Regions from separate parts of the Canis lupus genome. Here region 2 is linked to region 1. Evidence: chromatin contacts called from public Hi-C data. All regions are on one chromosome and are shown on one strand. Each heading gives the region's core, a stretch centred on a gene start, on an enhancer-like site or on the middle of the called end of the contact. The rest is flanking DNA. Distances are from core to core; before and after follow the strand shown.

Region 1 (5,611 bases), core at 1,999-4,498:
GTTACTGGGACACCTGAGTGGCTCAGGGGTTGAGCATCTGCCTTGGGCTCAGGGCATGATCCCAGGGTCCTGGGATCAAGTCCCGCATCAGGTTCCCTACAGGGAGCCTGCTTCTCCCTCTGCCTATGACTCTGCCTTTCTCTCTCTGTGTCTCTCATGAATAAATAAATTAAATATTTTTTAAAAAAATAGTTACTTAAAACATTGATGTGTTAGTTAGTATACTTTGTAAAAGGCTGAGCTATGATGTAGATCCTTTTCCAACATGTGCAAAGGGGCAATGGTGTCAATCCTTTTTGTTACTTCCTATGAGAATGGCCTACCATGATGATGATGATAGAGGCATTTCGCCTCCTACCTGTGCCATCAAAGAGTGGCATTAAACAAGCTCCTTCCACAGGCTGCCTCTGTGGTCTAGGTGTGTCGGGGGGCGGGGTGTTGGCAGGCAGGGAAAATGGGGAGCAGGGAGCTACCCCAAGAGGGGGAAAGAGGTTCTGTTGGCTTGTTGATCCCGGCCAAGCGTCAGGACGCAGAAGGACGCCAGAGGATCATGGCTGCAGCAAGAACCCAACAGAATTGCCAAGTCCTGCTCAGCAGCAGGCTGCAACGTAGGCGACAAAGATACTATAGTGGTTAGTGTGGACTAAAGATCTGAGGGCCACTGCGGAATGTTCTGGGCCGAGTGAGATTACTCACCCCCTGCACAGAACTTCACACCACTCAGGAGCAGGGGTCCCACAGTGAGCTCAGAATGAATTACTTGCCATCCCCTGGGATTTAATTTAAGGACCTGGTATTTCTGACTCTCAGCGTTGAGGAGTAGACATAATGCCCACACCCTGAACTCGCAGGAGGGGTGCCATGGGAACTGCAGTTTTACAAACAGGGGTGCTGGGAAGCCACAGAAGCCTGGAGCTTTGCAGGCCAGTTCTCTGTGGAGGTTGGAGCGGCCTCTTCTATCCCTGCTGCCCAGATGAGGCCCCAGCAGAATCCAGCTCCATAAACCAGGGAGCCAACAGCCGTGGGGGAAGAAGCTAAGTTCTGTCTCTCCGTCAGCCCCAGAGACAGAGCCAGCGGGGCCTGGAAAGTCCCCATGAGGACAAGAGCCCCCCTTTCCCACATCCTGTGTGACCTCCCCTAGGCCTCTGGCCCTTTGCGTTTCTGACTCCCTGCTCAGAGGGGCGTAGGCTGGACCCCAAGGTCCCCTGCCCTTGGCAGGGAGTGCTCTGCGGCTTCCCTGCCCAAGAGAGAAGAGCCGGCCAGGCCCAAAGCAGGCGGAACACCAAGCCCCATCTGGCCCGAAGCTGACACATCTGCCCGCAAGCTGAAACATCAACCAACGGGATATTTGCTGTGGGCCCGGGACCAGGAGGCCAGAGGCCGGGCCTAAGCTTCTAAGAAGCAGATTCTGCCTTTCTTCACTACGGTTGTGATCATGCTCTTCGGTTGGTGGGAGGCTCTTTTCTAGCTGATTAGCAGCAAGATCCAGGAGTGTGTGGCAGGAGGGACTGGCCCGCTGGGAAGGGGTACTTGAACTGCAGCCACAGAATGACCCTGATTGGAAGGAGCAGTGAGGACCAGACTGGTGGGGGTTGGAGGAGAGAAGGCCTCAGAGGAGAGAAGAACAAATAGATAAGGAAAGCTGGAGGAACGAGGTTAGTCAGGGCTTGTCCTCAATGCAGCCAAGACCAGGCAGGCGCTGTGCTGGGTACTATGCTCAGTACTATACTGAGTACTATGCGGGGCACTATGTGCAGTACTGTGCTGGATACTGAGTTGGGTACTGTGCTGGATATTATGCTGGGCATGTGCTGGGCACTGTGTTGAGTACTACGCTTGGCATTGAGTTGAGCGCTGTGCTGGGTCCTATGCTTTGTACTACATGGGGTATCAAGTTAAGAACTGTGCTGGGCACGGCGCTAGGTGCTATACTGGGTACTATTCTCCATACTCTGCTGGGTACTGTGTTGGGCACTGGGGTCCCAGATGAACAAATAAGGCCTGATGCTTGCAGGCTGTGGCTGAGAGCACAGATGACTGTCAATGAGCCACAGATACCACAAAATAATGATCGGAGCTCCAATGAGGGATGTGGGGAAACCCAAGGAGGCTCCGTGCATAGGTGGCATTGGCACCGAGTCTTAGTGACACGCAAGCATCTGTGATGGGGGCTTGAGCAGAGGCAGAGAACCACGATGTGTTCAGGCACAGTGTGTCCAACATCTGGAAGCCAAGTTCTGGGAAATGCAGCCTGTATCGGACCACACAGGAGCCTGGAAGGCAGCTAGGAAGCAGCCCGGCTGAGGCTAGGCCCCGAGTGCAGGGCCACGGAGGCTGGGAACCAGTGGGCAGAGAGACAGGACGCTGGGACTCGGGGGACCAGCTCCTGGAGGCTGGGCATGGGCAGGGAGGGTCGGCACACATGTGATCCTGGCATCGAAACCACCTCACCCATGGGGCTGGCTCTGCCAGGGTGCCTGCACTTTGCCAAAGGCACCAGTAAGTCATTCGCCTCCAGGGTCCCTCCCTCCTGCAAGGTGACAACCAGCACCCCCACCTCCACCCCAACAAGCTGAGGCTCCCGAGGTGCCACGGCCACAGTGGGGATTCGAACCCCAGCTGGCCAGTCCTATTTCCCAGGAGCAACACTCTCTCCAGTCTCCCTTTGCAGAAGGCTTCCACCACCATGAGGGTCCTAGAGCTGCCAACACTCCTCGTGCAGAAGGCAGGGAGGGCAGGACGGCATGGGATGTGCTCCTGGCCCCGTGGCTATGAGGCATCAGAGCTGGATTGGAACTCACATCCTGGCACTGAGGCAGACAATTACCAGGAGTGCACATCACTGAGCCGCTGGGGTGCCCCCCACCAGGCCCCAGAGAGAGGTCCCATGGACTGGGGAGGTAGGAAAGTCACCAGTTGCTCCCTTCACCAGAGGGCCTGAGCGAAATGTTTTTTTTTTTTCTTTTTTTAAAGATTTTTAAATTTATTTATTCATGAGAGACACAGAGAGAGGCAGAGACACAGGCAGAGGGAGAAGCAGGCTCCCTGCAGGGAGCCCGATGCGGGACTCAATCCCGGGTCCCCAGGATCAGGCCCTGGGCTGAAGGTGGCGCTAAACCACTGAGCCACCCGGGCTGCCCAAATGTTTTCTTTCTTATTGCGAAATTGGTTTTGACATGTCAAAGCCCAGAAAACAGCACGCCTGAGCCCCGTGGGAGAGCCTGCGTGGGAGCACCCAAGATGTGACCCCTCCGCCTAGGTTCCAAGTCCTAAGGACCACCCTCGCCTTGGCTTATGCCTGACCCACACCCAGGGCAATGAGCTGCCAGGGTAAGAGTGTGAGGCCCAAAGGGATTAGTTCCCGAGACACCAAGTACTCGCGCAGGGCTGCGGTGTTCCAGGACAGACATCAGGAGATGGGGCTGGGGCTAGGAGCGCTTCATTTCACAAGCACGGCCACACCCACGCGAACGGGCATTCCAAGTAGAGGCAACGGCACAGGCCAGAGGCTTGCTGAGAGGACCTCGAGGCTCTCTGCTAACAGGAGAGGATGTGCCCTCGGCAGGCGGGATGGCTGGAGAAGCCGAGGCCAGCAGAGTCGTGTAGACAGTGGGAGACTCTGATGCCAGGTGGAGTTTGGTTTTTCTCCTTGGTGGGCAATGGGGAGCCATGGAAGGCTTTAGAGGAGGGGAATAACATCAATGACATCATGGGACCCTCGTGTGGCGTGGATTATGTGCATACCTGTCCCCTTCTATGCGGTGAGCCCCTGAGTAAGGCGCCCCTCACCTGCCTCCCTGCTCCAGGTGCCCACACAGGGATGGCCAGTGACGCTCCAGACTCAGCCCTGGGTTCAGGCCCTGACAAGATCAATTTCTTTTCCTTTCTTTTTTTTTAAGATTTTTATATATTTATTCACGAGAGACCCAGAGAGAGAGGCAGAGACACGGGCAGAGGGGAGCCCGATGTGGGACTCGATCCCAGGACCCGGGGATCACGCCCTGAGCCAAAGGCAGATGCTCCATCACTGAGCCATTCAAGTGCCCCCAAGATCAATTTCTTGAGTTTTGGCTCATCGCTGTGTCTCAGAACCGCATTTTATTATTGAAAATTAGGGACAATAAAACCACATTCACCAGGCTTTCGTAAAATTAAACAGGAAAGCGATTAGCGCAGCCCCAAGCACAGAGCAGGTGTTGAATGAGTGTCAGGTCCCCGCTCCCAGTGATCCGGGAGGACTCATTATTTGATAAATGCCTGCTGGTGACAATAACAGTGCTGATGGTGACAAAGGCCAAGTCTGACGAGGGAAGGGGCTTTGGGTTGCCAACTCCTCTCCCCACTCCAGGCTCGCCCGTCCCTTCAATCCCTGACCATCCAAGTTTCCAATCCACCATCCCCCTGTTGCAGAAGAGACGTCCAAGCGCCCGGGCTCGCTGTTCCAAGCTGTCACCCTCTGAGCCCTGACCACCCCTCTGGCCCTGTCCCCTGCTTCCGCCTGATGGCTGGTGCTCCCCTATAGCCTTGTTGAGGTTCTGAGCATGTGCTACAGACTGTGCCCACCTCTGGGCCTTTCCTACACTATTGTCCCTGCCTGGAGCTCCCTCCTCACCCCCCTCACCCCTGCATCCCCCAAGCTGATTACCTCCTCTATGAGCTTCAATAGCAAAGTCACTTGTCCCCAGAGGCCTCCCTTGATCACCCAGGCTGGAGGACGTGACCTCACTGGGGCTTTTCAAGAGCCCTGGGTTCTCTGCTCACTTCACTGTCCAACTGGGAAGCCTATGACCATGACGTAAAAGTGTTCCCATCTTTCTGCCATGATGGTCACTTGGTGGAGGCGGGGGGGGGGGGGGGCGTTTACCAGGCCCATCAAGCACCTGGTCTTGGTTGTCATAGAAGGACACGTGGCCCAGGATGGCGAGGGCTCAGATGGCGCTACACCAGGAGGCAGGCAACGTAAGCCATGGAGAGAGGCAGGCCCCTCCACGCCTACCTCGCAGGAAGAGCAGGGCTGTATTTAATTAAGGTGTGTGGCAAGGGGCTGCGTCGGGAGCAACCTGAGGGCAGGGACCAGGGATGAATCCATCACCCGGTGGTCCCACGGCCACAGTTTGACACCTGACACAGGGGAAGCTAGTGAAAAAATGTGACTCAAAGTGACAGGTCTCTGGTCCACCAGAGCCAGGCCAGTGAAGGCATGAGAAGCACCATTCTGAGATCCTTAGCCCTACCCCTTTCTAGAAAGGAAGCAAAATGAGGCCAGCAAGAAGCAGAGCTGGGAGTTGAACCCAAGATGTCCAGACTCCAAAGTCTGTCCTCTCTCAAGTCCAGTGAGCTGTTCTATCAAACAGAACACCCAAGAAACTAGAATGCCCTGCTCTCTGCCCTGCCAGGCATGGTTTTATTGTGAATACCCCGTCTCTGATCATCTGAGAAGCACATGACACTGCAGGGAAGCAGAAAGCTCATCTGACAAGGACTCAGAAGATTCAAATTCCAGGATGGAATATCCCATCCAGAGACCTTTCCACCTTCGACAAGTCACATGACCTGAGACCCATTTTCCCCATATGGGAAAACACGGACAATGGCTCCTCCTTCACGATGC
Region 2 (5,715 bases), core at 2,579-5,078, 55 kb after region 1:
CAGATAGAGGTAGTTAAGAATCCCAAAGGCATTTCTATCTTGGCATTAGGGGTTGGCAAAAATGCTCTGAGGTCGGGGCATTGCCTTGGTTTCTCAAACATTACACTATTTTTAGGATGGCTGGGGAATCAAGCTAATTCCATGATTGTAGTGATGCTCTAAAATTACTGGAGAATAGTGAAGTGCACCACTGAGAAAGGGCTCGGGTTCCAGCTCACATCTGTGGAACTCTGGGTCTCAGATGCTATTTTAGCTCAGGAATGTTTGGTGGCTCAACCCCCTGTGCAGTCCAAGCAGGCACTTTTCTCTAAAAATGACACTTATAGAATGTGCTGCCTGGCTTGGACCTACCATGTCCCCATCACACGTGCTAGGCACAGAAACACACCCTCTTTGCAGGGATAGAGCAGGGACTTCAAGACTGAAGTCAGGGTATGGGAAAAAAATGATACTGAGCATCCGAATAATGTATCGTCTTAGGCTCAACAATCCTGACTCTTCATTGAGGGCTGATATAAAGAAAGTAGCTCAGATTTGTAAGGTTTTTAACCATAGGTTCAATGGTGAACTTGCTGTTAGAGGGGTGGGCAGAAAGGAGAAATTCTGCCAAATATAGTAAAACCTTATCTATAAATAAGCACAGGGAGAAAACATTTTTAGGATGCTTGAGTCAGCATGTGTACACACGGCGTGATGATTTGGTTTGCGGTCTAATTACACTTTGTGACCCAAATCCCAGGATTCAAAGAAGTTTCTGTGTACTTCCCACCCCCACCTCTCACTCATGTCTACATGAGAGAGATCATAAACTGATAAAGGTTCCTGACTTATGTGTTCAAAACAACCAAGTGCATTGGAGTCTAAGTGCGGATTTCTGACAACTGTTACTTAAGAAGTATATTTTTGTCATGCCTTCATTATAGAATTTTTTCTTTTAATTCCGGTATACTTAACATGTAGTGTCAGATGTTTCAAGTGTACAACATAGTGATTCAGTCACTGTAGAATTTCTAAAGAGAAACCTCAAAACTAAAATGCCGAATCATACATAAGAGTTTGATGCTTTGGAAGAAATATTTTGAATACCAATGTTTTCACTTCTTTATTTAGAGTGTGCCATGATCAGGGGGACGGGCAGATAGAGGAGGAGAGAGGGAATCTCAGGCCGACTCCAAGTGGAGCCCAACTCGGGGCTCAGTCTCATGACCCTGAGATCATGACCTGAGCAGAAATCAAGAGACACTCAATGGACTGAGCCACCCACATGCTCTAAACCAGTGATGTTTGGTGCCAATACTCCAAGAGAGGTTTTAAGCCAAAGACAGAAAGGACTATATTTCACATACGTAATATTTCTTTTTTAAAGATTTTCTTTATTCATGAGAGACACACAGAGAGAGGCAGAGACAGAGGCAGAGGGAGAAGCAGGATCCATGCAGCGAACCCTGATGTGGGACTCGATCCCAGAACCCTGGGATCATGCCCTGAGCCGAAGGCAGATGCTCAACCACGGAGTCCCCAGACATCCCCCACATATGCAATGTTTTATATTTTTGGTTACTTTACTAAAAACTTAAAATTGAGACCCACTGTTTCAATTTCCTTGGGCTAGCTACCTGATTTGTCTTCCTGCCCTTGATCATGCTATCAAAGCCGCCCCACTGCGCATCCTGAAAGAACAGCAACGTGCTTTCCCATATCCTGAGGTGTCATCTATGTTCTTACACTCTACTGCGTGCAGCAACTCTACTTACTGTAGAGTTCGAAAAAACAGGCTCTGTATTCTCTCTGGTCAGGGTTACTCGTAATCGTTAACCACAGCTCTGTTCTCAGTTTAATAAAATGTCTGACAACCAAGAAAGGCGACTCTGCTTCCAAGCCACGGTTACTCACTGTCACACGTCTCCGCCTCTTCGGAATCGAAGTCTTGCAAGCTCGTCTCTCCATCCCAGTGAACACAAAAACAGAGGAGTTTAGAGGAGGCAATGAACAGTTTTAGATTTTTCAGGAACAAATTATCAGCATTTATTAAAAGCAAACAAACAAGCAAACCCAAACTTACCGAGGAAAAGTTGGGCGGTTTGGGAAATCATATATTCTCTACGGTAAGTACACCAGATGCTGCTCTTCTGCAACAACGCCTGGACTTCAGCACCCCCATTTCCTATAGTATTTGTGCTCACGGTGCGTGTTGCTCGGATTTACCTTGAATCCATGAATCTGGTGGGGCAGGGGGTGAGGGAGGGAGGGAGAAAAAAAAAGATTCTTTAAGAAGCCGATCAATGGGGAATCCCTGGGTGGCTCAGCGGTTTGGACCCTTTGGTCCGGGGTGCGATCCTGGAGACCTGGGATCGAGTCCTGTGTTGGGCTCCCCGCACGGAGCCTGCTTCTCCCTCTACCTGTGTCTCTGCCTCTCTCTCTCTCTCTCTATCATGAATGAATTAAAAAAAAAAAAATCTTAAAAAAAAAAAAAGAAGCCGATCAATATAGGGTCCTCCATCAGAAAACCATCCCACAACCACAGCATCAACAGGATGCTATGATACAAGAGAGATACAAGAAATGTATTATACAGGAGAGGACACAATACATGTGTCGCCGAGGAGCACTTCCGAGTCTTGAGTTTATTCTCAATTTACTAAGGTTGGAGTCTTGTGCTGAACGGTGACTTGCTAACAGAACCCCCGGGGGGGCCGCTTTTCTGATTTTAAGCCGGAGAAGCTCCAAAAACAGAAGCAGGTCACCTGCAGCCACAATTTTTAAGACACTCTTCAAAATCCCTAAAGATTTTAATTATTCACGATAAGACACACACACACAGAGAGAGAGAGAGAGAGGGAGAGGGAGAGGGAGCAAGAAGCAGGCTCCCTGCAAGGGAGGCCGACGCAGGACTCGATCCCAGGACCCCGGGGTCACGCCCTGGGCCCGAGGCAGATGCTCAGCCGCTGAGCCACCCGGGTGCCCCCCCCCACACACACACACTTTGTAAAACGAACTTGTAGCAGTGCTTAGTGTCCAACAGAAAGCGCTCCGTCTGTTGAACAATATCTTGCCTGCAGAGCTTCTCTTACTGTTGGTCGATAGATAACGACACTGCGCACAGTCATCATCACCGTGGCAACAGCACCCGGTAGCTATCGGAGGAACATTGCACATAGAGCCGCTGGCCTTGGGGCGGCCATGCCTCAGCTTCCTCCGGAGGATGCTCTTTCTGCGAGTCTGGTGTGCCCCCGGGTACCAGCCACCCAGCGCCGCGCCAGGACTGCAGACCGTGCGCCGCCCGCCTCCCGCGACCCGCCGCGACCCGCATCCCGAGCCCCGCTCCAGGCCCCGCGGGGCCACCCGGGTCGCAGGCCGAGGCTGCGGAGGGCCGCCCCGCCCCCACCCCTCCGGAGGCGGGACCGCGCGCCCGCTTACCGCGTTGCCACGGCAACGGAACCGGAACCGGAACCGGAACCTTCGCCTGGAGGTGCCTCCTTCCCGGCGACCCTCGGAGCCCGTCCGGCCTCGGGAGACAGGCAGCCACCCCGGAGTCTCCCGGCAGGCCCGTCCGCGCCCCGGAGGGAAGTCGCCTTCCGTCGCGTTCCGCCTCTGCGTGCCCGGCGTGACCCTGACGGACACCCGCTGTGTCCAATCAGCTGACAACGCGATGGCCGGCGGCCAATAGTGCGGCCGCAGGATGCGGCTCGGGTTGAAGGGCCGCCCCCAAGCTTGTCGGGAGGCCGGATGAGCCGCCTGATTGGTGGGCTCCAGGAAGTGCGGGCTAGCGTTGTCCAATCACGGGGAGGAGCTCGGAGGCGGCCCAATGGGGTGCTCCGGGGGGCGGGCCCCGGGAAGGCTCCCCGGGGTGCGCGGGGGCGAGCCGAGGTCTCGGCGGCGGAGCGCGGCGGCGATGAGCGGGTCCCTGAGCCGGGCGGCGGCGGCGCTGCTCCGCTGGGGGCGCGGCGCGGGCGGCGGCCTGCGGGCCCCGGGCGTGCGGGCGGCGGGCTCGGGCGGCGACGGCGGGGGCCGCTCGGCGGCGCAGCTGGACACGCTGGTGAAGAAGGACAAGGTGGTGGTCTTCCTCAAGGGGACCCCGGAGCAGCCCCAGTGCGGCTTCAGCAACGCCGTGGTGCAGATCCTGCGGCTGCACGGCGTCCGCGACTACGCGGCCTACAACGTGCTGGACGACCCCCAGCTCCGGCAAGGTCAGGGCCCGCCGGGGGCGCGGCGCGGCGCGGGGTCGGGGTCGGGGTCGGGCGGGGGCACGGCCCACCCCGCACACCTGCCGGCCTGGGCGTTCGGAGGCCCCAGCGCTTCACCGGCCCCCAGGCTGCACCGAGAGATGGCTGAGACCGCCCAGGCCCGGTCCGGGGAGAGTGTGCCCCGCGGGGGGGGGGGGGGGCACAGCCACCAGGAGGTCCAGGCCGCCTTGGGGGACGCGCTGAGGATGCTGGCCGGCCTCGTGGATACCGGGCTGGTGCTGTCGGTGGTAGCGAGGGAAGGCCGGAGTCGCTCTTGCCCTAGGCCTGCGGGGTCACTGACTCACCTGGTGCCTGAGGCTTGGGGTTGTTGCTGCAAGGAGGGGGTGGACCCAGCTCTGGGGCTGGTCTTAGTTGCGATCGCTTGCTGTGGGAGACAGAGGCAGGAGCTCTGGTGTTTTAAATTTTGCAGGCAGGGCGGGGTTTTGGGGGGGTTAGGGTTGGGAGAGGCTCGTGGGGAGCAGCAGCATGGGGAAACGACCCCTAGGTCCCAGCTAACTCAGGCTTGGAGCTGGAGGCATGAAGAGCCAGACAGGGTGTGGGAGCAGATGCAGCAGGTCTCACGGCTTTTCGCTGGCTCAGGGGAAGGAGGGGAGGCCCTGACAGATAATGAGTACCTCTTCTGCTGCTGAGCAGCATGCCAGGAACCCTACGTGCATTCTGCTCTTTATCCCAGTGGGGGAGGAGAAAAAGAGGGCAGAGGAGTCGGTGGATCTGCCCCTTGGTTGGCTAGAGTCCTTGATCAGAGCTGGTGGAGAAATGAGGCGGCTGTGCCTGCACCTCCTGGAGGGTGGCTTAGTATCCTGCATGCCAGTTAGAAACCTCCAGGGACAGAGGCCTGGCATCTCCCTGAGCCTGCTGCTATTCTTTAGTTACAGTGTTCTAAAAACAATTTTTAAGGCACCAGGTTCCCTGCTATTATCCTACAATAGAGTTCTGCATTTCGTTATTATGTACTTAGGACCGCTATTCCGAAGTTGAAATGATTGACCAAGGTCCTTCCTCCTTGATGGGACAGGCTGATGTGGTGGAAAGGCTTTGAGCTGGAATCCCACTGCAGTCAGTCAGCTGTGCAACCCTAAGTCGCACGATTGCATTTTCCCCTCTTGGCGATAGGAAGATACCGAAACCAAACTTGACAACGACTTTAGGAGGTAAAAAAGAGAGAGTAGAACATTTTAGAAAGTGCCCACCATTTTATCTGGCACACAGAATGGTAGTTGTTTTATCATTTGGACTTTAAGGTCTTCAGAGTATTTTTTTTTTTTTTTTCTCCCAGATTAATCCTTGGGAAAGTCTTGGTTTTCGTGGGTGGAAACTAGGAGGAGTGAAGGCAGATTAACATTACCAGCTCTGTGTGATAACTGCCCTGTATTAGGCTCCGGATCCTTGTTTTCCTGCTAGAACACCACCCTTTGCTAGGCCCTGGGGTGTTTTTTAAGGAGGGTGCTGCAGCCTTCGCCCAGCAGTGGCT

Evidence for each region. Hi-C and Micro-C count contacts between places; a contact is called where the count stands out from the background.
Region 2: a contact with region 1 is called in a Hi-C map of liver, with 3 times the contacts expected there. The contact joins the promoter of GLRX5 here to the enhancer-like site in region 1. A contact is called at or near these places in 4 of 9 Hi-C or Micro-C datasets (blood and liver).

Annotation. Positions count from the first base shown.
Region 1 is chr8:64,652,658-64,658,268 of UU_Cfam_GSD_1.0, forward strand. The region is part of intron 2 of SYNE3 (nesprin-3); the gene reads right to left. Among named protein-coding and RNA genes, the nearest start is that of SYNE3, 39 kb to the right of the region's middle. Within about 2 kb of position 3,249, at least 1 of the 20 cell types and tissues checked has an H3K27ac peak or open chromatin away from gene starts, as enhancers often do. A contact at or near this core is called in liver, where this site is marked.
Region 2 is chr8:64,707,384-64,713,098 of UU_Cfam_GSD_1.0, forward strand. It overlaps GLRX5 (glutaredoxin-related protein 5, mitochondrial), which reads left to right and starts at 3,829. Exons shown (of 2, transcript XM_038545655.1): 1 at 3,829-4,187. The coding sequence starts at 3,893. It also overlaps LOC119873129.